Regions from separate parts of the Mus musculus genome. Here all the other regions are linked to region 6. Evidence: chromatin contacts called from public HiChIP or PLAC-seq and promoter capture Hi-C data. All regions are on one chromosome and are shown on one strand. Each heading gives the region's core, a stretch centred on a gene start, on an enhancer-like site or on the middle of the called end of the contact. The rest is flanking DNA. Distances are from core to core; before and after follow the strand shown. Region 1 overlaps Rptor (regulatory associated protein of MTOR, complex 1). Region 2 overlaps Baiap2 (brain-specific angiogenesis inhibitor 1-associated protein 2). Region 3 holds the start of Card14 (caspase recruitment domain family, member 14). Region 4 holds the start of Baiap2 (brain-specific angiogenesis inhibitor 1-associated protein 2). Region 5 holds the start of Gaa (glucosidase, alpha, acid). Region 6 holds the start of Rptor (regulatory associated protein of MTOR, complex 1).

Region 1 (4,232 bases), core at 1,581-4,080, 260 kb before region 6:
GTAACGAGATCTGACTCCCTCTTCTGAAGTGTCTGAAGACAGCTACAGTGTACTTACATATAATAAGTAATAAATAAATCTTAAAAAAAAAAAAGAAAGAGGGCTGGTGAGATGGCTCAGTGGGTAAGAGCACCCGACTGCTCTTCCGAAGGTCTGAAGTTCAAATCCCAGCAACCACATGGTGGCTCACAACCACCCGTAATGAGATCTGATGCCCTCTTCTGGTGTATCTGAAGACAGCTACAGTGTACTTACATATAATAAGTAATAAATAAATCTTTAAAAAAAAAAAAAAAAAAAGAGGCAGTGTGGCTTAAAAAAAAAAAAAAAAGAAAGAAATGAGAATTAGAAGAATAAAAAAGCTCAGGACAGAAACAAGTGAAAGAACAAGTCAACTGGGAGCGAAAATAACAGAGAAATCGACAAGCACAAAGCCCAGAGTGGAGGAGGGGAAATCACTACAGATCACACCTTTACGACTGAAGCTGCAATGCAAGTGAAGTTCGGATGTACTTACGAAGCTTTGAGTTCAAAACGCTTGCTTAAAGTTGTTTATTTTTTAAGCTGTTGTTGTGTAGGCCTGGATATCCCTGGAGCTCCTTATTTGAATATTCACACAGAAGCAAAACTGTGAGCACTTCAGTGACGATCTCTCATATACATACCTTGTAAGCAATGCTGTTGAGGACTTTCATGGCTAAATCAGAAACATCTGGATAGGGATCAGCAGCCAGATGCAGTAAGACTCTCCAAATTTGAGTGTAAACACTATTAAAAGAAACTCCTACAAGAGAGAAACAAACAGGAGATCTTTTAGTAGCAAGTAGCTCCATCCCTGTGCATGTGATGGTGGCTTTTGAGGTAGTTTATTTTCTGAGCACCCCATGCTGACAGGAAGGAGGACTTTAGAGCTGGGGCTGCAGGCAGCTTCCCAGTGCTCAGCAAGTGAAGTCTCTTGCCATTGAGCCTGACGACTGAACTCAAATCCCAGAACCCACACCATGAAAGGGAGGACTGATTCCCTCTTACTACCACATGCATAGCACACCTGCATTCACACACACACACACACACACACACACACACACACACACACACACACACTCTCTCTCTCTCTCTCTCTCTCACTCACTGACGCATACTAACACATGTACACAAACACACACATACACACTAACACACACTGACACATATACACAGACACACACAAAGTTAAAAAGAATTCTCTTAGTAAACAAGCTTTATCATACAGGTCTCATTCCCCCCATCCCTTTTTTGAAACAGACCTCATTGTATATCAAGGCTAGCTGGGACTCACTATATACATTAGGCTACCTTTGAATTACAGAAATCCACCTGCCTCTGTCTTCCATGTGCTGGGTACACCACCATGCCTGGCAGGCAGGTCTCATCTTTTGATGACAGGGCTTTCTAAAGGAAAATGGCTAAAAAATGGTCTGCACTCGGATAACTTTGTTGTTTAGAGAATACCACCTAGTTTCCCACGCATATCTCCTCCCTCGTTCTAGGTTCCTAGATGACAGCATGGCCAGATGTACAGTTTATGTGGGATGCACAGCTGTGGCCACTGCCCTCTCTACATGTACTTTGTTACTTGTTGAGCTCTGCTTGTCCACTCTCTAATGACTGCTGACTTGCGTGCTCATCTATAGATGGGAAGTGAATCCAACTTCCCTTCCATTAATCCTGGGCTGTGTAGGGCAAAGCCTGAGCCATGGCAGCTATGTATACCCACTCACTAAGAGGGTGCCGAGGTCAAGTGGGCTGCACCTCAGCTCCTGAATACAGAGCTTCTCTTTTGAGCTGAGTAAGGCATTTCTGCCTGTCACTGAGGGGCTAAGTCTTAAGACAGGAATTTAAAAAATAATTATTTAATTTAAAAAAATGGTGTGTGTGTATGTGGTGTGTGTGTGTGGTATGTATGGTGTGTGTGTGGTATGTGTGGTGTGTGTGTGTGAAGGTCTGTATGAGCACCATGTGCATGTAAGAACCGAGTGAAGTCAAAGGAGGATCCCTGGACCTGGAGTTATGCATCAGAGGTGCTGAGAACGGAACCCACATCTCCCGCAAGAGCACTGAGAGCTCCTAACCATTACGCCATGTGTCCAGCTGAGACAGGCATCTCTATAAGGCGACAACACAGGACTGCAAAGACTCGATGTCAGTAGTTCTAAGCCTCCAGTGAGCCCAGGAAGCAGTAAGTAGGAAGGCACATGTGCCAGGAGACCTAGGCCTGTGATAAGCCTGGATGTGGTGGAGGAATGTAGCTTGGGTTGCACAGTGGCAGGAAAATCCAAAGAAAGCAGCCTTCTCACTCCGTGCTCTCTCATGTGGCTACAACTCAGAAGTAGAGGACTGACATTTCAACTTAAAACTCTACAGTTCCAAACACTGGGCTAGATTTACAAGTAAAGTCTAAGAAAACTAGTACAATCAGCTTAGAATCTCTCTGGGTGAAATGTCCTCAGATCCGATTTCCAGCTCTGAGGTATGGAGTTGCTAAGCAGCAGCTGAGGAGAGGAGAAGGAGGTGGCTTCCAGTGTACTCTAGAGACAGGGCCACATGTTCTGCTTTCAGTTTCCCCTGAGAGACAGGGAACTGGCCACTCAGATGGAGTTGGCAGCGCCTCTCTAAGCGACAGCAAGTGCTCACACAGCTACCTCTGGTACTCTCAGGCATCCTCCTGGGGAGTGACACGCTGCTTCCTGCAAAGCTCAGTTGCCACGTGGCACCAAGCTGTAAGGGATCTATCTCGAAGCTTCTGGTGAACCGTGTTACTCAGATGTCGGACGGACTGACGTCACAGACTGGGGAGGGGCTGGTGCGTGACTAATGAGGGCTCAGGCCCTCCCTCCCTCCCTCAGCTTACTGACCAAACTCAGCAGACACTGAACAGAGTAGGTAGTCACAGGTGGAGTCCTAAAGCCCCTGTGGCCTCATGGGCTGGGGTGGCAGATACAGAATAAAGAACTCTGGGGAGTCCTTTAGAATCAGGAACCCCACAGAACACTGCCAGAAAAGTCTAACAATGTGCAGGACATGGAGAAAGGGAGACACTTGTAAATATTACTGTGTAGTTTAAAGCCTATTTCAATGACTGGGCTGACTGTGGATGTTGAGCTCTGTGTGACACCGTAGCAGAGAACACAACTCTAAGCTTTACCACCCTCTGACTGGGATGGGAGGCACAGTTGTTTTAGTGGAAAGGGAAGCTGTGGTTACAAATTACCTCTTGATTTCACATCAGCCCTGATTTGCCAGGAGTGATTCTCCCTGGCTCCTTGCCAAATCAACTGCCCTGTCTTAACATCTCCAAAATACAACCTGCCACCCTCACACACGGATCAGGGCCCATGGGACTGAGGTAAGGACACTGGGTTCTGCCTCAAAGCAGAGGCAGGAACTGGGCCTGGCCGGCAACTTGCTACTTGCTAAGCTCTAGAAGGGCTAAGGATCTATTTTCATGTCTAGACTAGAAGTAATAAAAGACCGTGATGTTCTAGGATTGATTTTCAGAGCAGTGGCCACAGCTTTCTGAATAGCATGTGGTGAAGTGCAGTCTCTCAGAGCTCTGCAGCTGTTTCTGAACCTCAGAGCCTTATTGGGAAAGGACTGTATAGACACGAGGCTGCGAGTCCTCATCTAGGGCTTGAAGAGCTGGCAGAGTGAGGTCAGGTCCTCTGATGATCTGGAAATGGCCAAGACTTCTGCCAGTCTTTAGAAACACAGGTCCCAGGGCTGGGGGAGTGGTGGCAGTGGCTGGCGGTGGTGGGTGGTGGTGGCTGCGTGTGTATGTGGCCATTGTATTTGTTCTTCCTTGTGCGCCTGTCATGGTGCTTCAGAGTAAATCTAGTTATACCTTCCCTTCTGAGTCTAAGCTGTCGGCCTAATGTATAGAACCTTTGGGGGGTGTTATACTGACCCACTGCTCTGGCCTCCTATCTCCAGTGACCCTGGAACATCTGCATGGTCTTTGTAGTTGACCCTCAGCATCCTCGTATGACCCACTAAGCTTTGGTCACCACAGCAGGGACTGTGTGTGATAGGTGAGCACTCCCCCACTGAGCTACATTCCTAGCATTAACTCTCTCCAGCAAGTCCCTGCTGGATTTCTCTCAGTTAGGGCAGACACATGTGTAGCCTCTGCCCCTTGGTGCACACTCAGGGCCTCACCAGGTCACTACTATGCCGGGATGAAAAGGCTCGCCGTG
Region 2 (4,366 bases), core at 1,710-4,209, 380 kb before region 6:
TTTGTCCTCTCCAGGCCCTGTGGCTGAATTTCCTGGTGTCTCCTCTACAACACTGGGCATCCTGTAAGATCCCTTTTTATCTGTGTCCCTAGGGCTGCAAGAGTAGGTGAGGGGTTTCTAGGCCTACTCAGCATAAGGACACTGCCCATGGTTCTGATATAAGTGTCAGTCTGGCCACAATACCCTAACTTGATCAGCATGCAGCGCTGTAGTGCTCAGAAGCCTCCTGAGCCATCTGCTGTAGGTGACTGTGACTGGCCAGCCTGGGGTAGGTAATCACAGGCTGATTAGAATAGCAGTCTGGGGTCTGGCTCTGGGCAGGAATCCAGAGGGAAGACTTAGTCTGAGCCTCTTGTCAGTAGCCAAACACCATTCCAGCATCTTTGCTGAGTGAGCTAAGCAGCCCTCTACTCAAGGACATGGGGACTCATTCCGAAATCCAGTCCTGCCCTGCCACGCCACACCTGGAAGCTCTCCCCCTCCTTTGACAGACACATGGTAAGCACACAGGTAGATGGGGAGGCTTTTCCTTACTAAGAGAGGGCATGAGGTCACAGTTGGACTTTAAGCTCCTGTGTGCAGTCAGGAGCAGACCTACCTGCAGCTCCTTGTCTGAGTACTTCTGAGGGTTCTTACTCCCTTGGCTCTTCTTGCGGAGCTTCTTCAGCTCAGCCTGACACTTGTCCAGGGCGTCCCCTTTGCTCCTCTGTTCCGTTTGGTATTTCTTCAGTGCAGCCTGGAGACCCAGGATACAACCACAGGGGCCCATGAGCCTCACAGGAAGCTTGATGCTCCCTCCCCAGTCCTCCCCACTCTCCAGCACAGCAGGCTCCAGATGGCCAGACTGAGGCAGGAGGTCACAGCTGCAGACCTCATTGTCTTCCTCTGACAGAACCCCAATCTCTAAGAACAAAATTAGACTTGGGAAGCAGCCTGGCTTCATTCCTTGCCCCTAACAGTAGGCACAAAGCTATAAACTCATGTGGTGAATACTACAGTAGCTTTGGCTAACAGGCAAGGATAGTAAGGCATGAACAGGGGACTCATGTGGGTTTTACAGAAAAAGCCAAGTCATCAGCTATATGGCAAGTGGCTGAGAGGCACATGGAACATCAGATGCAATGGGTTCTTCTCTAGGCCACTAGCATGGAAGCCCAGAGGGGAAAATAATCCTTCAGGCCTACGAGACAGATCTCCAGGCAGAGGCAGGGGCAGGCTTGGCAACGGTGGCCCAGCAGGTATGGCATAGGCTGTACTTACACTTAGATACCTGGAGTCCAGTTCTACTTTCTGCTCCAGCTGCGTGAGCAGCTCATTGTGAAAAGACTTCAGCTGGACACAGGGAGGAAACAGACAGTTAGGCAGCTCTAAGGCATGGTGCACGAGATGGGAGCAGAGCCAACCTGGACATTGGTACCAGGAGGCTCCTAAGGGTGAGGACTGGACAAAAGTGTTAAATAATCAAGTCTGTCAAGGTCTTGACATCCTACCTCCCTCCATCCTCCCTTTGCTGGGTCATTCAGGCAAGGGCTAAAGGAGCTGGGGCAGAATCCAGGTGAGTATCTGACTTTACCACCCATCAGGATTGGGACCTGGCTAGGGCTATCACCAAGGCACAGGGGATTCTTCCATGGAGCCACCTCCCACTGACCCATCACAGGTCCCTGTGTCAGCTGAGCATTAGATCCTGGCTCCCTTTCTTTTTACAGGGCCCGAGACCATAAGTCATCTTCCTGGGAGATCACTGTGGCTATGGAAGTCCCAAATGGACACACAGCTGTAGCAAACAGCCAGTCTTCTTCACTGACACCTGATGCCCTGCTCACTATGTCTGCTCCTTGAACCCATGGAAGAGGTCCCACAGCCAAACTCACCGTCTCTTCCAACTGGTTCTGGATCTGCCGGTGCACCTCAGCCATCTGGAAGAGGACGTCCCCTGGAGGAAAGAAAGTGGGTTAGAGATTTCCAATCACTGTGCCTACACCAGGGCTAGACACTGGACACCACAGACATTCTGTGACTCTAGACTCTAGATGGGAAGGGAAGGAGGAACAGAAAAGTCTAAAATGATGATCGATTTGTGACTGAGTTAGAGTGCCTGGTGTCCCGTGGGAGCACTAATGTCCAGCATGAAGCACATGCTCCGGACAGACATTGCTCAGGACAGACATGTGATAGACATGTGATAGAAGAACCTGTGCAGATGGGCTCTTCCCTTGGCACAGCTCTGAGAACAAATGAGCACCTACACAGACCTCACACTCACTCAGACACCAGCTACACCTACACAGACCTCACACTCACTCAGACACCAGCTAGCCAATGATGTCCTTCCTGAGCCCCACACCAGAGCAGAAACACCTCCTAGTATAGGACACAGGGAATTAACTACTGTCTCTGACCCAAGGCCTCTCTGCCAGAGTTCATAAGAAAAGAAATAAGAGCTAAATGGCACTCTGGGCTTGGCTCCTCATCTGGCTCCAGCCTCTGGAGGAGGAGCTAGTCTCAGAGCCACTCGCTTTGGCAGAGTGTGCCCTTTGTACCAGTGGTGCTCCAGTGACTCTGGGATCAGCGGGGCTGGTGGGCCCAGAATGGCTGGCAGGAAGGGGGACTGATGCTTTGGACCAGCTTCAGTGGCCACAGAGCACTGCTCATGGGCGTGGTGTGGGCGTGGATCTGGCCCCATAAACACTTTTCAGCACATGAGCACTTCAGGGGCCCTGCTGTGCCCGGCCTACCTATGAAGAGAAGCTAAGACAACAGAGGCTCAGCAGCTCAGCAGTCAACGCCATCTTGGCTTTTTCAGCCTGGGTATCACCTAGCTCATTCCCACTTGCCTCTGGCACACACTCCAGGCTAGACTAATGTCCGGTTTTTTTCTAATGTTGGGCTGAGCTGAGCCTCCAGCCGTCTGCAAAGTCATCACTAAGCTGACACACACCCATCCCCAGCTTCTGACAAGTATACAACAGAGAGAGAGAGAGGCAAAAGAAACAGCCCCGAGGACCAAGGGCCAGGCACACTTTTTTTCAGTCCAACAGTGACTCATCAGTAGATCCCAGCACCTACCTCCCACTCCATGCCTAGAGATGAGGCCGAAGGGTCTTGGTTAGCTACTTTGCTGTGTTCTTGACCCACAGTGTGCCCTCCTGTTGTCAACTGAGCCTGAGACCCTAGTTCCTCTTCTTTTTCCAGGGCCCTGAGACCTCGAGTCACGCTCAGGGTCTCATGCTTAGTTGTCACAGGGGGGCATGTAATGGGTCAGGTACAAAGGCACCTAAGACAGTAAGCCCGCCCGCCCGCCCTCTCTGCCACAGGCCCGCCTCATCTGTAAAATAAACGCCCTCATTTTCTCGTATGTGGAGAAACCCAGCAGTCTCGCTCTACTTACTTGGTTGGCAACTATCTGTTAACTCCCTTTGAGGAGTCCCAGATACTGGCTAGTGCTGTGGACATAAACGAGGAGAGCCTATGCCTGTGTCTGAAGCTGGAACCCTTTCAGATGCAGGCCTTTTCTCCCAAGGAGCCCTCCTTCTGGCACCCACTATCACCAGCTAGAAACCAAAAGGAATCCTCTGACAACTTTCCTCTAGGACCTCAGCTTCCCTCTGGGAGTTCATCTAGGACGCATGGAGGTCAGATTCTTGGGAACTCTCTTAGTCCCAAAAGTTGTTTTAATATCAATGATCACAGGGACCCTGAGCACAGTACAGGTTGCCTACAGCGGCGAACACGGCTTGCAAGGCTATGCCAGCCAACTGGCCCCAGTCAGCAGAAAAGAACTCTCTAAGTCAGCAGGGTGGTCAGTGGCCCATGGTCAGACTTACCCTACCAGCCCCACTCTGCTTGCCCACCACCTCCCTGCAGTTCATCCTCTGTGGGCAAAGGGCAAACTCAACAGCTGCCTGGAACTTTGTATAGACCATCTAATTTACCTGGATACATGTACCTGTGGCTGCCAGGGCTAAAAACCTCAGCACAGCTATCTGCCTACCACCCTGTCCCAAGAATCTATGACCACAGGCCTAACACCACACTCCTATAACACAGGGGTACAATAGTCCCCCCAGAGACTGAACTCCTAGAGATGACAGGGCTGTCATATGGCCAACAGGAAGCTGTGATCACAAAGTCAGTGACAACCTACACACAGAGAGACAGGGCAAGTAGCCTCTAAGGTTTGCCAGGTCCCTCTGAAAAGGATGGAAGTCCCATTTGTAGCACACTCTAGATCTGGACTCTAATGTGCTTGAAGGGACTGAGGCAGCAATTAATGTGAAGGAGCCTGGTCTCTTATTGCTGGTTGAGAGGCAGAGACAAGAGGGTGAGGCCAGTGTAAAGAGGAAGGCCACAGGCACAGGCACAG
Region 3 (4,662 bases), core at 1,678-4,177, 300 kb after region 6:
CCAGTTGAGACAAGGAAGAGTACCAGAGGACAGCAGATGTTGGCTATGGTGGGGAAAGATCTGGAATAGGAGATGGTTACCCAGAACAGCCCTAGTCCGACAAACGTTACTGTCGGGCCAGGATTCCTTCCGTTCCCACGCAGTAGAGAGGTGCAGAGTGTGTTTCCGCAGGTCCCTCCAGAGACAGCCACTTAAACAAACTCAGAGTCTGGCCCCACCTGAACTGCAGAGGCAGACATTGTAGCCATCCCTGAATCGTGACATTACCCTGGCAGGATCAACAGCTCCGTGACTGAATTGCCACCAAATGACCCCAAAGAAGGGCTCATTGGACTTTAATTTATTTGTAGCAAGTCACACTTATGTTATTTACCCATAAATCACTACATCAGGTCTCAGGACGCCAGCAGATGCCAACAGCCATACTCTAGCCTGCAGCCGAAACTCATGTGCTCCAGACGCCTGAGCCTTCAGGAGGTCCTGAGGTCCATGGCTGGAGAAAGGGGTTCTGAGGTCTGTGAGGGTTTCTGGAGCCTTCCAGGACTTGGTCCCAGTGACCACAGTGGCTTTGGGAGCATCAACTAATGTGACAGCCCCCACCCCCTCTTCCCTGGTAGGCACAACCTTTGAGCTGACCTGGCTGCTGGTGAGGTGAACTGGAGAGTCAGGACTTTCCAAACCCTAGTTCTTCCTCTGGAGACCCAAACACAGCTGAGGATGAGGGTGTAAGTGGATTCAGCCCGGCTGCACCTCAAAGGCCACTCTGGGTGGCCCGCTATTGATCAGCACGTGACAATTCATACAGCTGGCGAGCTAGGTAGAGTTTGCCAGGTAGGGGCACGTGGCTGCAACCCAGCACTTAGGAGGTGGAAACTGGAAGAATGGGAGTTCTAGGCCAACCTGGACTGCATATCAAGTTTGAGGCTAATCTGGGTTACATGAGACTCTCACAAAATTGAAAACAAAATACAACAAAAACCCAAATCAGGAGAACATTGCTTGGGACTGGGGTGCAGTTCAGTAGGAGAGCACTCACTGAGTGTGTGTGTGAGCCCTGGGGTACACACACACACACACACACACACACACACACACACACACAGTGGATGAGCTGGGTATCTCACACACACACAGAGAGAATGGATGAGCTGGGTGTGGTCTCACACTCACTCTTACACACATACTCACAAACACACACACTTACACACACACACACAGTGGATGAGCTGGGTATCACACACACATACACACAGAGTGGATGAGCTGGGTGTGGTCTCACACTCACACACACACACTCACTCTCACACACACACACTCACAAACACACACACTCACACATACACACAGTGGATGAGCTGGGTGTGGTCTCACACATACACACACACACTCACACACACACACACACTCACACACACAGAGTGGATGAGCTGGGTGTGGTCCCACACTCACACACACTCACACACACTCACACACACTCTCACACACACTCTCACACAATACTCACACACACTCACACACACACTCACACACACTCTCACACACACACACACTCTCACACACACTCACACACACATACTCACACACATACACACATATACACACACTCACACACACACAGTGGATGAGCTGGGTGTGGTCCCAGCTGGTTGGGAAGCACCCACGACCTTAATCCTGGGCAGCAGAGCAAGACTTGGTCTCAGAAAACAAACAGAAAGTGGGGCTGGTAGGAGGGAACTTATAAGGTTAGAGATAGGGGTGAGTCCAAATGAGAAAGAAAATTTGCCTCAGATCTGGCACCCTCGGGGTAGCCTTAGCTCTCTAGAATCTTCTCACCCTGCCCAACACTAGAGTAGCCTTCCTGCATGCACGGTCCTCCTCTTAGGAGACCTTCCCGTCAGTCAGCCTTCTCAGAACCCAAGGCTCAGCCTCTTGCTTTGTCTGATAGGAAGAAACCTCTCTTCTCTCCCTCTCCCTCTCCCTCTCCCTCTCCCTCTCCCTCTCCTTCTCCCTCTCCCTCTCCCTCTCCCTCTCCCTCTCCCTCTCCCTCTCCCTCTCTCATACACACACATTCTCTCTCTTATACACACACACTCTCATGTACACATATACACACTCTTACATATGAACACACACACTCTCATGTACACATATACACACTCTTACATATGAGCACACACACTCTCTTTTATACACATACACACACATATACACAGTCTCTTACACATGATCATACACTGTTTCTCCTCTCTCTATCTTATACACACACACATATACACACTCACGCACTCTCACCCACACGTATACACACTCTCTTACACATGAGCACACACACACACACACACACACACACAGCCTGGACGGAAGGTTAGAACACGTGGCTGACATATGTAGCAGCTAAGCCGAGGGCCACCCAGCCAAGAGGGGAGGACGGTCCCCTTTGTATTCTTCTGCTAAAATCCAGTCCCTTGGTCCCAGAAATATCAGTGAGAATCCGTCCACTGCCTCCAGACACCTGCTTTCCCCTCCACTCAACCTCAGTAACCCGAAGGTGTGACCATAAATCCCAGCATTCCTTCCACCCGTCAGCCCCTCTGGCTCTGTGGGGGGATGGGTGCAGCAGCTCGAGAATGTTCCTGCGCTTTAATCAAGCACAGCGAGACAAACCGTTCCCTTCATTTCCCAGGCGCCATCTCCTCTCAATGAGGGAGATGGCCGCAGCCCCTCTTTGCCTCAGAACAGCTGGGACCCTGTCCTGACCTGTCCATTGTCCTGACCTGTCCACAGTCCCTCTGGCATGCTGACTGGTTCTGGTGGGACAGACTCTGCATTTGCCTTCCTGTCCTGTAGCAGTGATGGTCGGAGGCTCAGTCTTAGGCTGGGCTGGGCTGTACAGCAAGTGAGGAGCAGGTTTGATGGCACAGTCATCTGGGATCTTCCCACAGGAGCAGGGCCTTATATACAAGGCTTAAGTGCAAAGGGAAGGGCCAGCACATTCCCTCCTCTTGGGTCTGATTGGCTGATGTGAGAGTTGCCACCACCTGTTGGGAGATGCCAGGTATCTGGTCTCCCCACTGAGGGCTGTGATAGAGGGTGTGGTGGCAGCCAGGAGAACCGTCCCTCCTTCCTGAGCTGTCAGCCCAGTTCATTTGCCTCTACTCTTGGAAAGAACCTAGGAGGGTTGAGATGACTTCGGGGCCTTCCTCGTTCCCATAACCAATTACAGGAATTGCATAATGATTCCAGCAGGCCCATTAAAGGTCAGCATGTCATAAGGGGACTTGGGCTGTGCCAAAAGGGACTCTTTCTGGAATCTAATTGCTTTACTGGCTGGGATCCTTACATCTACATCCGTGGTCCTCCTCTTCTGCACAGTGGCTCTTTGACCCCTCCCACTGCCAGCACTCAACACAGCAGGCAGTGACCCAAGCACTCCCTCTGGTGTGCGGGCACCCAAGAGTGCAGTGCCCAGTCTGCAGTGCTTATGGGGTACCTGCTGAGCGCCCACACCTCTCACCTCCTTTAGGCATGCAGGCCTCCTTCCAAGTCTGAGGCTCCGGGCTTACTCCTACACCAGCCTTTGCACCTGCTGTTCCCGCTGCCAGGAACTTCCCTCACCTCCTTCTGACACCACTCCAGGTCCAGCTTCCCATAAAAAAGGCCCTTCCAGGCCTTTCTATTTTAAACTGCAGGCTTCTCGTCTGGGCCCTCCCTCCCCCTTGGCCTGTTTCACTTGTCTGCCCAGATCTATTTTGTGGTCTGTTTTTATTTTTTTCTCCCCCATGGCACATGACAGTTCTCGTCTTTCTTGTTCTCTGTTCAGCCCCACCCCTAGGACAGTTGCATGAATGTGGGGCAATGGAATATGCACAGACGGCCTGGTCTCCAGTCGAGCTGAGGCCATGAACCTTGGTGAAACCCGGTGGTGGTAATTTTCGCCTACATGGAATGGAAGGAGTTCTCTCATGTCTCCTAGACCCCTGGCTCCTGTCGAAGTTACTGCCCCCACAGCCCCCACAGGAGAGGCTCATGGCTTTCAGTCATGTAGACAATGTCCCAAGCTTCTGACCTTCAGGCTAGACTCCTCACAGTTACCTAGCAACAGCAAGATAACAGCCCACTATAAGAGGGGCTGCTTGGCCCCTCCTCGTTTTCTAAGCTCTCTTTCTCCAAGCTTTTACCTCTCTCTAAGCCTTCACCTTTCTTACTCTCTAACTCTCTCTCTCTCTCTCTCTCTCTCTCTCTCTCTCTCTCTCTCCTTTTCCCCTTCTCTCCTCTTGGCCACGGCTGGTCTCTCTCTCTTTATATCTCCTCTCTTTTCCCCTGCCTTTCTACAATAAAGCTCTAAAACCATAGACTGTCTCTGCTCATCAAGACCCAGACTAAGGACTTGGCCTGTGTGGGAACCACCCAGCACCCCTCCTCTTTCCCCCTGCCCCCTCTTCCTATATCTCCAGGGCCTAGTGCTGCCCCGGGGCCCCTATTCTGTTCTCAGCTCCTCCGCCGCATCCAGCGAGAACCTGGTACTGGGGGCTGCCCCTTATCCACCCCCTCAGGTGTGAGGTCAGTGGCTTCACACAACCAGATGCCCACCCGGGGCTGCGTGGAAAGGCTCTCTCCCTCCCCTCTCTCCCCCTACACCCACGGCCCCACACATGAATATTG
Region 4 (4,226 bases), core at 1,205-3,704, 340 kb before region 6:
CTGAAGTGATGCAAGGGCCAAAGCAAACAGCGGAGCCTGCATGGCGGGTGACACTGAGCAGAGCCACGTCCCGGCCTTCTCAGGAGGTACTGCCAGCATATCTGCAAGCACCAACCAGCATAGGAGGAGCCCCTAGTAGAGAGTCAGTTACTCCATGTCCCAGAGAAGACAGCATGGCAGACTGGCTGGACCGGCCTGAAACTGCACACGTGTGACTTTGGCTCTTCTCTGACTGTGCCTCTGTGTGGGCTGGATATCTCCCTAGCCCACATGCCAAAGCTGCCCAACCTGTACTAGCACCACCATACATCATACACATCAGTGACAAAATACAAAACGAGAACAGAGCACAGGAGTCAATGACTAGGCCTCAGTGGATACAAGAGCCACCTGCCTACACTGCAAGAAAGCCCTTCAGACATCTACACCCGACCTGTGTCCAACACCTCAAAAACTCAAAAGATCTCATCACCTCATGTTCACATGGAAGGTTCACCAACCACTGCCCCACCAAACCCACAGTAATTCCATTCTAAGCTCCCAGCCTGCTAGCCCTCAATCAGTGCCATGATCCAGATCTTCTGGATCCAGATTCTCTGCCACTGCAACAGCTCTGACTGGACATCCAGATGAATTACAGCAGCATGTGAGTGAAGCCTGAAGCCGTTACGTGCAGGCTGACTGCCCGGGCATGAGTTTTACTAAGGAGAACCATGGGACTCTCCAAAGCAAAGCTACTCCTCATACCCTGCGTGATTCTCACCATGGAAGTTCCTCTTTAACGATTTCAGTAAAGAAGCAAGAAAACCAGACTGTGACCAGTATTTCTTTTCCCATTCCCCTGCAGTACAAAGCAAACTGTAATGGAACTAATGACTAATAATTTAATAAACCTCCCTCTCCCGACAGCATGTGCTTCCGCAGACCAACAAGAGGGGAACATATACCATGGAGTCTACAGATACTAAACATAAAGAACAAAAGGCTGTTCTCAATCTTGTTTGCCGGCAGCTTGAACATGGTTTTAGAGCTCCTTCAGCCCCTACACCCACCTTCAAGGTTCCTCCAGACCCATGTAACTACAACTCTAAAGCCTTTATTAAATGATGAATTAAAGTATAATCTGCCCCCGGGACTCCAGCTGAAACCTAAGCAGCCACCCTGGAGGCTTCCATCTGCTGTAGGCAACAGAGCAAGCACAGCTATGAGGGTTTCACAGGCCATTGCCTAGAAAGGCACAACCATGGTTGGTTCATACAATCAGAAACTGTTGCTCTCGAGCAGAGCACAATCCCATTTAGCCATGAACCAGCAACTCCATGTGAAAACCTAGTGGCTGGTGGAAAGCCTTTCACTCACCCTTAAGACAGTTTTGAAATAAAGCACAGCTTTGTAAAGAGGACTGCCATGCACAGGGCAGGGCAGGAATTTCTCTCTTGAAAAAAAAAATGTCACTGAGAACTGCAGCGGACCTGATGCCATCAGGGAGCCCCAGGCTGTGCTGTTGAGGGTAAGGGGCCAGGGCTGTGAGAACCCATGGTGAAGAAATAGGAAATGGCCCGTCCATCTGTACCCAAAGCATGGACATAACATGACACCAGGGGGCTTGCACAAGGCTCTGCAGTTCTTCCATGAGAAACTGTCATTTCACAGATTAGTATGTGAATGCGAGACTCTTAACACATATCAGAAGCAAAAGCAGGCGCGTCAGCCTCCTACACAATTAGTCTTCTCCCTCTGCGGTTACATAAGATGATGGATTATCTGTCCACCCATCCAACCTGTCCGAGCTCGACCTCCCACTTTGGGCCACGTCCATTAACACTCGTAAAGGAGTTGTGGAAAGGGAAAGCCTGTTGAAGAGAAAGTGCCCAGAGGCTGGCATAACAGCACCTAGAAGAGCCCCACGGTGCCACCGCGCCAAGCAAGCGCAGGGCGACCGCCCGCAGCAGCCTGCAACCTCCACGCCGCCCCCGCTCCTTGTTCCCCTCACTCTGGGATGCAGCGGACCAGGCCAGATCGCAGAGCAGCCCAGGCCCTGAACATCTCGGTCCCTCCGGACGCCAGGACAGACAGGCGTACTGAGGGAGCGCGCGGGGGCTGAGCGGCGCCGTCGGGGTGGGGGCGTCCACTCGTGCTCGGGGACGGCGCGGGCCGCGGCGGGCGTAAGGACCCTGGGCGGGCGCGGCCACCTGTGACCAACGGAAGATCGGTCCACCACACCCGCAGTCCGGGAGCCGGTGCCCTGCTCGGGCCTGAAGACCTAGGGGCGACTCGGAGCCGCGCTGGAAACTCACCTTGTAGACATTTTCCGTGAGCCGGTGCATCTCCTCCGAGCGTGAAAGCGACATGGTCCTGGGTCCCGGCTACACCACAGACCAGAGCAGGGGCACGGGTGGCGGTGAGGAAAGCGACAACTGCAGCAACAGGAAAAGGCGCGCAGACCAGGACCACAGAGCGCGGCGCCCGGCGGCCGCTGCTTTTATAGCCGCTGAAGGCCCCACCCCACAAAAACCCCGCCTCCGGGCCCCGCCCCCGCCGCGCCCGGATCACCGCCCCCGGCTGTCCGCCCCCGCCCAGCCTAGCCGCTGCTAGGCAACCGCCAGGCCCGCTCCTGCGCCGTCTTTTCTATTGGTAGATTTCGGAGGCGGGGGCGAAGGGCGGAGCTAGAGGAGGGACTCGGAGGCCGGCTCCGAGCGGCAATTGGTCGGCCGCTGGGAGGCGGAGGCGCGGCGCGCTGAGGCCCTGGAGCTGCCTGAGGGGGTCGGAGCGACAGCCGGGCTGGGGGCGGAAAGCGGGGGCGGGGTGGCGCAGGAAGAGCTAGCGCGGGGTGTGGGCGGTGCGGGTGGCACCGGCGCGAGCGCGCGTGGAGGCGGCACTCGGGAGGCAGCGATCCGAGCTGCAGGCCCTCAAGGGTCCCTCAGGAGTGCGCGACAGGGGCCGGTGGCTCCCGCGCTATTGCAGGTGAGTCGGCGAGGCGTGCGTCGACCCTGGACGGTCTTCCGGAAGGGAGGAAACCCGGAGCCGGAGTAGGTGGAGACGGAGGAAGGTGCTGAACTCTAGCGGGAGAACCCTGAGCCCTGGAGGCAGGATCGGGACAGGGTGGGCCCTGGGGCGGGTGCTTGTGGTGGACTGGTGCTGAACGGAGGGTGGCGGCCGACAGTTGGGTCTAGAATTCCGGGAAGAGGACCCAAGAGAGGAGCGAGGGAGACGTGGAGCGAGTTCCATGGGGTGGTTCGGAAGGGAATTGGGGCGGGGGCGGGAGTTGGGTGGATAGCTCCGGGGGAGGAGCCTCTCAGCACAGCTTGGAATTGCCCAGTAGCTGATGGTTTAAGGAAGGGTAAGGCTTGGCTGAGAAAACTGACCAGGTTGGCACACGGGGTTCCAACGCGGTTCCCTTTGAAGAAATATTTACATCAATTAGACGAACAGAGAGGAATTATTTGCTTTACATTGTAAAACACCAGAGCTGAATGTTTCCTTTTAATTAAACATAACACTCCAGCATCCATTTCCTGGACAGCTGGTTACACCACTCCAACAACCCAGAGGACACAAATCCAAGGCGCGGCTGTCAAGCCTCAGCAGGGGACTCAGACGGCCCCTATTCACTTTGCTACATGTGTAAGGAGAAGGAATTCAGCCCACTGTCCTCTGTTTCCTTGTCGTCTATGTACATCTCTGTGTACATCTCTGTGTATCTGTCTTTTCTTGGGTTCTTCTTGTGACAGAAAGCCAGCTTAAACTAACTGGCTGTCAAATAAGGACTTGTCAATTACTGTTCACTGCGACTGGTTGGTTACAGCTGCCCCTTCATCTCACTTTCTAGTCCATTTAGACCAGCATGGTATGGTGCCTACTCAAGCACACACTGATCCCCTCACTGATCAGAAAGCCAACAAGGAGCTGTGCACTGGGGTAGAAGCAACTCCTCCATGCTTGCCCCAGGCCAAGGCCATGGAGGAGAACTAGAGGTGGAGGCTGGCAGCAAACACTTGGGGTCTGTCTGAAAAAGGGCAGAGAAGCTCCCCCAAGAAAAGTTCCCATGGCTTGGACCACTCCCCCTTCCACAACATCCCAAGACTCTTTCCTGGGCCTGCCTACCCATAGTCACCCCATTTCTGTGCTACATGGGTGGCAGACTCAGGTCTGTCCATGTCCCAGGCAGGAGGCTGGCCAGCTGCAGCAGAAACCCACAGTGGGAAGAGGGTGTCAGGACAGTGTCT
Region 5 (4,211 bases), core at 439-2,938, 330 kb after region 6:
GAGGACGGTTCTCAGGGTCACCAGACACACTCAGGAGATGGCCCGGCTGCAGAAGAGGCAGCTGTGAATACTGATTAGCACTTGGGGACCAACTGTGGCCATTGGTGAGTCAGGGTGCTTCTGGTTGGCAGTGTTTACCCACAATTCCTGTGACTTTCTCCGGCTAGTGGCTCCCCAGTTTTCCAGTCCAGGAGGGGGTTGTTAACTATGACCCGGCTGGGGCTCTGCCACGCCTAGATGCCAGTAAGCCCCAGGTTGCCGCCATACCTCTCTGATGGACTGCCTATAGACCATGGTGGTTCCGAGGACCCCTACACCATGCACCAAGTTTGGCAATTCACTAGACTATCTCACAGAACTCAGAAAAGCACTTCACTTATATTTACTGGTTGGTTGGTTTTGAAAGCTGTAACTCAAGAACAGCCAGAATGAAGAAATGGGTGGAGAACGGTTGGGAGTGGCTCCCAGGCTCCCAACACTCAAATGTGTTGATCAACTGGGATGGTCTCTGAACCCACGTGGCTGCCATGTTGAGACAGGGTCTGCAGTAGCCCAGGCTTGCCTTAACTTGCTATGAAGCCAGGGATGGCTTGGGTCCCTGCCACCATCTCCTACACGCTGGGCTTTCTGGCATTGGAGACCACAGCCAGCTCTGTTCAGTTCTGTGGGCCTTCGGTTACGTAGGCATGACTGAAATCCGTTACCATGGTGAGTGATTCTCCAGCATCTTGAGGGAGTTGGAGTGCTTGCGTAGGCTGCAGTTTCCTACCCTCCAATCACGCCTTGGTCTTTCAGGTGCCCAGCGGCCATAATGAGCCACCATAATGAGCCACAGAAAGATCCAGTGTGTGGATCTGGCTCGAAGACCAGAGACCCATTTTGTCTTTACTGCCGAGTAAGGCCCAGCTCCACCTGGCCCTTCCAGACGTAAGTGACACTGACCATGATTCAGCATCTAAGGACACTCGCAGGCTCAAATTCTGCGGGGCAGGGTGGGAATCTGCATTTTCCAGGACCCTCCAAGGAGGCCGCAGGGCGCAACTCAGAAACACACGCATTAGAACAAAGTCCCAGAAACTGGGAGCAGGCAGCTGAGGCCCGTTCTCTCAGCCACAATTTAGAGAAAAAAACATGGGAAGGAACTGAACTCAGAGGCCACGGCTGACCTGGTGACCTCAAGCTTGCTTTCTGGAAAGCAGCTGGATCGCTGCGTCACCAGGCACAGGCGTGTCCAAATCCAACCTGTCAGACACGGGAGGTCAAAGTGAAGGTTCTCGGTTTCTCTGTGCCTCAGTTTCCCCCTGCGTCACATACACACAGAGCTTTGCCCGCCTGGTACTGCGGGCACGAACTAGAATCCCGGACTTTACCGGAGCCTGCTGTCTTACTAAGGTCACCGTCCGTGGCTGCCTGGGTCGGGGGTCTCACCTATGCCGCGTGTCTCTGCTCGATTCTCCAAAGCAGGAACTCGCTGACAGTCGGCCCTGCCTGCCTGGAGGAGGCCGCTCCTCCGGAGGCTCTGGGGCCGGAGACAGCCTTCACCAGCTCGCCCAGCTCACCTGCGCAATCACCCTCCAGGCCGAAGACCCCCAGGCTCAGCGGGCAGCGTGGGTCACGTGGTCTGTGGGCGGGGCTCGTCCGCGCGGACCTCGTCACACGACCTCCTGCGTAGGCGGCGGAGTCCGTGTGAGTGTTATCGCTGCGCCCCCTAGTGGCTGAGGGCGACAGTGAGCGCAGGTGTTGGAATGGCAGCCATAGGACGTCATCGCGTTGCAAAAGCTCCAGTAGATTAAACCAGCCCAGACCTGGAGTCAGAGTCAAACACGTGATCGCACAGAAAACCTACGATGGTGAAACAGTAAATGATCCGGGGCATTTGATATAAGTATGATGCAGGTCATACATTGAGCCAGAAGCCCGGGGTAGTAGTGCAGGCATGTGATCCCAGCACTCGGGAAGCAGCAGCAAGAAAGATTGACAATTTGAGGCCAGCATACGACACCTGGTGAAACTCTGTTTCAAAAACCAAAGTTGGCAGGCCGGATGTAGATAGGGGTAGAGCACTGGCCTACCATGTGCAAGGCCCTGACTCTCCTGTACTGCTGGGACCACTGGGGGGTGGAGGGGCATTTGTGCCTCTGGCTGTCAAACTTTTGAAACAATGTACACCAAGAAATTCAACGCCCCCCTCCCCATCCCATGCTGGGAGAGGAGAAAGGCCTGAGAAGACGGTGTCCTCAGCTCTGGCAGCTTGTCGGAGCACAGTGTGTGCAGGCAGGATAATGAGAGCCAAGAGGACTGGCCAGCGAGGGAAGGTGGATGGACTCTGGCCAGCTTGAATGTGCTGAGCTTGGCTCTGGCAATCTTTCCCTTGTGCCCATTCCCTCTGCCTTGCTAAAGAAAAACAAAACAAAACAAAACAAACAAACATTAGATTACATTCCTAAAGCTAGCCATCAAGGTCTCTTCCCTTATTTGGCCACTTCCTCCGCCTAAGGCTGACTGCCAGGGGCCAGCTGTTAAAGTATTGAAGTCCAGCAATCCGAAGCCCCCTTTGGTTCATGTAATTAATACACCAAACCAAACCTTACCACCGCATGCTAGCCCATCCTAACACAGGCCTCCCCTTCTCTCTTCTTTTTTTTTTTTTTTTTTTTTTGTGTGGTTTTTTGAGACAGGGTTTCTCTGTGTAGACCAGGCTGGCCTCGAACTCAGAAATCCGCCTGCCTCTGCCTCCCGGGTGCTGGGATTAAAGGCGTGCGCCACCACGCCCGGCCCCTTCTCTCTTCTTAAAAATGACACCAGCAGCCAACAATGGCAGCACACGCCTTTGATCCCAGCACTGTGAGGCAGAAGCAAGTGGAGCTCTGATTTTCAGGACAGCCTGGTGTACATACAGAGTGAGTTCCAGGATAGCCAACGGTACACAGAGACCCTGTCTTGGGCCCGCCCATCCCCCCTTACACCTGCCGAGTCATTTGCTGCTGTTCTTCACCTTTGTTCCTGGTGGCTTGTGCCTATTCTGGGGTCCGACAGGGAAACCCCTGCTCTGCAGAGGTCTCCTAACAGACAGGAGCGTCCCGTGACCAAGCATGCTTGGCTACACAGCTCTTCTGCCCTATTCAGAGTTAGAGCTCACACCAGGACACACCCCCGCCCCCAATTTGTTCCATTCCCATCTGTTTTACCTCCCAAAGTGGCCACACCAACTAAACCCCCTTTCTCTGCTGTTCACTGTTGTCTCTTTAATTGGTACTGGAGACAGGCGGCTGAGCCTAGTTCCCTAGGGCTGTCAGACGATCAGAAAACTCTAAAACAAGCCCAGCCAGAGCTTACAGGTGCACTACTGAAACAGCTGCTGCTTTCACCTTCCTTCCTTCCTTCCTTTCTTCCTTCCTTCCTTCCTTCCTTCCTTCCTTCCTTCCTTCCTTCCTTCCATCCTCCCTCCCCCCCTCCCTCCCTCCGTCGCTCCTTTCTTTTTTTAAAAAAATTTATTTACTATGAACAGTGTTCTTCCTGCACGTCAGAAGAGGGCACCAGATTCCATTACAGATGGTTGTGAGCCACCATGTGATTGCTGGGAATTGAACTCAGGGAACCTGGAAGAGCAATCAGTGCCCTTAACCACTGAGCCATCTCTCCAGGCTAGCTTTCATTTCTAAACAGCAAGTACTGGAGAAGGCCACGTTTCGGTGGGTGTGTCCAGGGCGGGGTAGGCGGGTGAGTGGAGCTCTTGTGTTGGAGCAGGGTGTGTGTGTGTGTGTGTGTGTGTGTGTGTGTTTGTGGAGGGATGAATAGGGTGGGTGGGGCTGGGGTCTCCCCAGCTGCTTGGCTGTTTTTAGATATCAACCTTTTGCTGGGCAGTGGTGGCACACACCTTTAATCCCAGCACTGGGGAGGCAAAGGCAGGCAGATTTCTGAGTTCGAGGCCAGCCTGGACTACAAAGTGAGTTCCAGGACAGCCAGGGCTACACAGAGAAACCCTGTCTCAAAAAAACAAAAAAACAAAAAAGAAAAAAAAAAAAGAAAAAGATATCAATCTTTTTGTTTGTTTGTTTGTTTTTTCGAGACAGGGTTTCTCTGTGTATCCCTGGCTGTCCTGGAACTCACTCTGTAGACCAGGCTGGAACTCAGAAATCTGCCTGCCTCTGTCTCCCAAGTGCTGGGAATAAAGGCTCCCACCACCACTGCCCGGCTTTTAGATATAAATC
Region 6 (4,228 bases), core at 842-3,341:
AAAATCAAAAAACAAAAAAATTTATCAATTTTTTGATAAAATTTAGCCAAATCAACAACTGAAACACTGGTCATTGCTAGAACTATGTTGAGGGTTCATCAACATACACCTTTTTAAAACAATCATCTCAAGTAAAAACATACCAAGTATAAACAAATGACACATTATAACACCAATTTCCTCTTTTATACTGAAAAGTTCACACAAATGAAAGAAGCCCAGGAGGAGAAAACAACTAAACACACATACACACACTATGGGTATACACAGACAAGAGACAGTAAACACACATACACACAATATGGGTGTGCACAGACAAGACACAGTACTCCCCTTTTGTTAGACCAGGAACTAACAGCACTACAGCTGGCTGTTTTCTTTGCTACCAACATCTCATGACACTCCACGATCAGAAGAACGGCCAAAAAACTGAACCCAGGTTCCAATCCATCATACCCCATGCTCCCTAATTTCCACTGAGGAAATTTTATCTCCAGGTTACAGTGACCACAAGTCACATACACAGGGAGTCAGCCTCACAGACAAGATGTTCAAAGGACTGGGATGAAACCTGCTGCAACCTTAAAATAACTTTGCCTGAATTTGTTATTGGCTAAACATTTCAAGTCATCTTGTTTTCCAACACACTTTATCAGACATCTGAACTTCAGGCAACCTGGTTATTTGAAAAAAAGCAGACTACAAAAATAGACTAAGCACGTTAACTATTATTTCCCAAGTTGTCTTTTCTCTAAGTGCTACTAAGTGTAGTAAAGGGCATATAAGTATCTGTGAAACTATAGTTCCTAATTTGGTGTTTTTCCCCCCTCTGAATTAAAACTCGTTTTTAACGCTACTCGGTGAGAAGAGACTAGCCAAAACCCGAGTCTGGAATAGCTTTTTGGATTTTAGTGCAACATGTGTCTTCGAAATACCCGCATCCTTCTAAAAAGGCTGTCCTTGCTCAGAACTTTCTTAGTTGGAAAACTACGAACTCAAAAAGGTGCCATGAGAAGCCACTCACCCGATCCTTCATTCTCCAGCTCTGCGCTAAAGATTTGGAGCCTTCGATTTTCTCACAATGTCTTTTCTTCATAAAAGCCAAAGGCAAGTTCCAATCTGTAAGGTCCGCCTCATCTTCCTCCCCGAGTCCCATAAGAGGCGACTGCAGCATCTCCGACTCCATCAGGGGAGGAGGGGGAGGGGGAGTCCTTGGCAGCAGGCGCTCGAGAACCTCCAGCCTTAAAAACTAGTGTGGACCAGAACTGGTAAAATAAAATACGGGAAAACGGGAAGCTGGGAATAGAGACGGCGGCAGAGCGTTCGAAGATCCTTATTGAGGCTAAACCTCGGAGATCTTTATCTCGAACTCTGAGCGCGAAGTTGGAGGGGGCGGGGTGGGTGGCGAGCCCGTGGGTACCCAAGCCCGCAGGACCCGGACGAGCGGCGACACGCGCGCCCGGTCGCCGGCCCCCGCAGCTCTGCAGGCCGTCAGGAGGGCGGCAAGCGGGACTGGCGGAGGCGGGAGAGACTTCAGGCCCGGCGATGACCCGGCTCTCGGCCTCCAACGCCTCAGTGGCTCCCGGCGGGCAGGCCGGCCCGCTCGCAGGGCGGCTTCTCCGACTGTGCTGGCCCGGCTGAGGCCTCAAGGGATCGGGATCGGGGGGCTTCGGGGCTCGCCCAGCGGCTCTCAGCCCTGCGGGTCCCGCACTCGCCTGAGGGGCTGCAACCTGAGCCAGGACCGGCCCATCGTGCCCGTCCGCAGCCGGGCTCCTCAGCCACCGGGCCGCGCGGCCAGGCCCGTGCTGGCCTTCTGCTTCGTGGCTCTCTCCTACCCAGGAACGAGTCCCGATACACACGCGACACGGGCCCGCGGACAGCACAGGGACACTGGGCTTATTAGGTCAGGGGAGTTTTGCCCTCTGCTCTGGAGCCACAGTGAAAACTCCTCTCATCAGCACATCAAGGAGGACGCCATATTGCCAAGGCCCAGCATGCACCGCTATCTACGGCGCGTCCAATAAGCCAAACCTCTTCGAGCGTTCTCACCGCTCTACCCCTGCTAGGGCGTAGAGCTCGGTGTTCCGTCCTCCCTTCCCCCACGCCGTTACCGAGGTTACCACGTCTTTTCTCCTTAGTTGATCTCCACTAGTAAAATAGACCATTTGCGATTGAAACTATGTCCGTTCAGTTATTTTTAAAAGCTTTTTGCTACTACAAACAAAGCTTCGTGCCTTGATATTAAAGAAAGAAACCACTTGGTTTCGTCATGATTTTAAAAGGTGGTATTTTTAAAAAGCCTCAGAAAAGACCATTGATATTAGACACATAAGACTATCGGGACTTTCTTTTGATATTTCCACTTTTAAAAGAGACCGATTTCATCGATTACGAATTTTTTGTCTGATATACTTTATTTCCTGAACAGTATATTCTTATTTTGCTACAGTTTCATGTGCAAACGTCTAAAGCTGCCCACAGAAGCAAGCCTCCCTGCTGTTGACTTCTCTGGTTCAGTTCAGTAAATCTCAGATATTGACACACTCTGAGAACTGCTTTGGTGCAATGGAAATATAAAGTAAATGTAACGAGGTGCCAGCCTTTCGTAACCAGGGTGCGAGTGAGACACTTTTTGGTTTTTTTTGGTTTTTGGTTTTTTGTTTTTTTGTTTTTTGGTTTTTTTTTGTTTTTTTTTTTTTTTTTTTTTTTTTTGGTTTTTCAAGTCAGGGTTTCTCTGTATAGCCCTGACTGTCCTGGAACTCACTTTGTAGACCAGGCTGGCCACCACCGCCCCGGTTAGTGAAACACTCTTAACCTTTAGCTAGAGTTCAGTCAACAACTGAGCCCACCTTCAGCTTTGGTGTTAGGGGAGCCTCTGTTAGTCAATGTTACTAATTTCAAGCTGCATTTTCTCAGTCTTAGGTTCCTGAACCATAAAGTTTGGATAATATTAAAGAATATTACTAAAAGGATAAAAATTTAGCTTGTAAAGATGCCCAGGCCAGCCTAAGCTACAAAATAAGACCCTTTCTTTAAAAAAAAAAAAAAATCCACTTTAAGAGAAGGGTTGAAAGCTGGGCCTGGTATTTAATCCCAGCACTCTGGAGGCAGAGGCAGGAGGATCTCTGTTAGTTGGAGGTCAGCCTGGTCTACAGAGCTAGTAGTTCCAGAACAACCAGAGCTACAGAGAGAAATCCTGCCTTGAAAAACAAACAAACAAGATGTGAAGGCATTGCAAGCCACCACTGAGAGTGAGCTCTGACTGATCCTGGTATGTTTATAAAAAGATAAAGACAGAAAAAATATGTTCTATGGGGGGAGGGGGAGGAATGGGGAAAGGGGGTTCCTCCGTAGACCCATGCTGAGGCATTCCTTCCCCCTGAGAGACCAGCCACATGTATAGAGTAGAGTTTATTCAGGGCATGGGGAGGGGAGTTAAGAGGGTAGTAGAGGCAGAGAAAGGGAGAGAGAAGGATAGAGTAGAGAAGTAGAGGTGAGCCATGGCCTTGAGCACATGGAGAGAGAGGGAAGGGAAGGGAGAGGGGTAGGAGAGAGCAAGAGCAGGAGAGAAGCAAGAGATCAAAAGCAAGAGTAAGAGAGGGATGAAAGGGATAAACAGCCCCTTTTATAGTGGGTCAGGCCTACCTGATTGTTGCCAGGTAAGTGTGGGGTGGAATTTAGACAGAATGCTAACAGGTCCCACAACTCCAATGTAGTCTACTAACTGTAGGCCTTACCACTAAAGCCTGGGTTAATCTGCAGATGTGTTCCTCAGAGTAGATCCAGGGTTGGACACAATGTGACAGTCCCTAACACAACCCTGCTAGCATCTGAGAGTCCAGGCTGCAATCTCAGATCCCTCTCACAAGCATGTGGGAAGTGTTTCCTGCTGTTTAGTTATCACCCCCCAAGAATTCCTGAGGTTACAGTATCACACAGAGCCCATTATCCTCCTAGTCTCAGAGCAGTGCACCAAAATCGAGTGTCCCCATTACCACCAGCCCCTCCCCACCACTACCAGCAGGGGCTTTAGAATTTCTAGAATCTATAGAAGAAATCATAGCACCTCCTGCTTCCACCTTGTCCCAAAGTATCCCTTGACACTTTACTTTGTAGTCCTGATGCCCACTGGTGCCATACACACATGGTGATCCCTCCAACCTTAGGCTGCAGAGAGCTCCCAGAAACTGGAAGGCCAGTGAACCTAGTATAAAAAGACCCTGGAACA

Evidence for each region. Promoter capture Hi-C pulls out the DNA fragments that hold promoters and counts their contacts. HiChIP or PLAC-seq counts read pairs in DNA pulled down with a chosen protein or histone mark.
Region 1: a contact with region 6 is called in an H3K4me3 HiChIP or PLAC-seq map of bone marrow-derived macrophages, with 4 times the contacts expected there. The contact joins the enhancer-like site here to the promoter of Rptor in region 6. A contact is called at or near these places in 18 of 39 promoter capture datasets (the 3T3-L1 cell line, the C10 cell line, the HPC-7 cell line and 11 more), 3 of 484 Hi-C or Micro-C datasets (CD4 T cells, bone marrow-derived macrophages and cortical neurons), 20 of 115 datasets of contacts at active chromatin or transcription factors (the 230-238 cell line, the NIH/3T3 cell line, T-cell acute lymphoblastic leukemia and 11 more) and 4 of 9 other capture datasets (adipose tissue, embryonic stem cells, liver and 1 more).
Region 2: a FOXA1 HiChIP or PLAC-seq map of pancreatic cancer cells shows a contact between it and region 6. The contact joins the enhancer-like site here to the promoter of Rptor in region 6. A contact is called at or near these places in 1 of 39 promoter capture datasets (the HPC-7 cell line), 1 of 484 Hi-C or Micro-C datasets (cerebellum), 3 of 115 datasets of contacts at active chromatin or transcription factors (bone marrow-derived macrophages and pancreatic cancer cells) and 4 of 9 other capture datasets (adipose tissue, embryonic stem cells, liver and 1 more).
Region 3: a promoter capture Hi-C map of hippocampal neurons shows a contact between it and region 6, with 2.8 times the contacts expected there. The contact joins the promoter of Card14 here to the promoter of Rptor in region 6. A contact is called at or near these places in 5 of 39 promoter capture datasets (the HPC-7 cell line, hippocampal neurons, liver and 2 more), 3 of 484 Hi-C or Micro-C datasets (CD4 T cells, cortical neurons and erythroblasts), 4 of 115 datasets of contacts at active chromatin or transcription factors (the SCID.adh cell line, astrocytes, embryonic limb bud and 1 more) and 2 of 9 other capture datasets (liver and pancreatic islet).
Region 4: an H3K4me3 HiChIP or PLAC-seq map of embryonic stem cells shows a contact between it and region 6, with 13 read pairs. The contact joins the promoter of Baiap2 here to the promoter of Rptor in region 6. A contact is called at or near these places in 6 of 39 promoter capture datasets (the SN4741 cell line, cranial neural crest, embryonic stem cells and 3 more), 1 of 484 Hi-C or Micro-C datasets (embryonic stem cells), 5 of 115 datasets of contacts at active chromatin or transcription factors (astrocytes, bone marrow-derived macrophages, embryonic basal ganglia and 2 more) and 3 of 9 other capture datasets (adipose tissue, liver and macrophages).
Region 5: a promoter capture Hi-C map of the HPC-7 cell line shows a contact between it and region 6. The contact joins the promoter of Gaa here to the promoter of Rptor in region 6. A contact is called at or near these places in 2 of 39 promoter capture datasets (the HPC-7 cell line and erythroid cells), 1 of 484 Hi-C or Micro-C datasets (embryonic stem cells), 2 of 115 datasets of contacts at active chromatin or transcription factors (embryonic stem cells and pancreatic cancer cells) and 3 of 9 other capture datasets (adipose tissue, liver and pancreatic islet).

What each region holds. Positions count from the first base shown.
Region 1 is chr11:119,862,104-119,866,335 of GRCm38.p6, reverse strand. Rptor (regulatory associated protein of MTOR, complex 1) reads right to left here. Exons shown (of 34, transcript NM_028898.3): 21 at 666-784. Among named protein-coding and RNA genes, the nearest start is that of Rptoros, 30 kb to the right of the region's middle. Within about 2 kb of position 2,830, at least 167 of the 459 cell types and tissues checked have an H3K27ac peak or open chromatin away from gene starts, as enhancers often do. A contact at or near this core is called in the 230-238 cell line, the NIH/3T3 cell line, adipose tissue and 6 more, where this site is marked.
Region 2 is chr11:119,978,359-119,982,724 of GRCm38.p6, reverse strand. It overlaps Baiap2 (brain-specific angiogenesis inhibitor 1-associated protein 2), which reads right to left. Exons shown (of 14, transcript NM_130862.4): 4 at 1,875-1,936; 5 at 1,261-1,332; 6 at 599-736. Among named protein-coding and RNA genes, the nearest start is that of Mir3065, 34 kb to the left of the region's middle. Within about 2 kb of position 2,959, at least 44 of the 459 cell types and tissues checked have an H3K27ac peak or open chromatin away from gene starts, as enhancers often do. A contact at or near this core is called in adipose tissue and pancreatic cancer cells, where this site is marked.
Region 3 is chr11:119,306,033-119,310,694 of GRCm38.p6, reverse strand. It overlaps Card14 (caspase recruitment domain family, member 14), which reads right to left and starts at 2,927. Exons shown (of 23, transcript NM_130886.4): 1 at 2,758-2,927.
Region 4 is chr11:119,941,320-119,945,545 of GRCm38.p6, reverse strand. Baiap2 (brain-specific angiogenesis inhibitor 1-associated protein 2) reads right to left here and starts at 2,454. Exons shown (of 14, transcript NM_130862.4): 1 at 2,298-2,454. The coding sequence starts at 2,351. It overlaps Gm11767 (a long non-coding RNA gene), which reads left to right and starts at 2,452. Exons shown (of 5, transcript XR_001780400.2): 1 at 2,452-2,964.
Region 5 is chr11:119,265,440-119,269,650 of GRCm38.p6, reverse strand. It overlaps Gaa (glucosidase, alpha, acid), which reads right to left and starts at 1,688. Exons shown (of 20, transcript NM_008064.4): 1 at 1,429-1,688.
Region 6 is chr11:119,600,768-119,604,995 of GRCm38.p6, reverse strand. Rptor (regulatory associated protein of MTOR, complex 1) reads right to left here and starts at 2,091. Exons shown (of 34, transcript NM_028898.3): 1 at 1,025-2,091. The coding sequence starts at 1,186.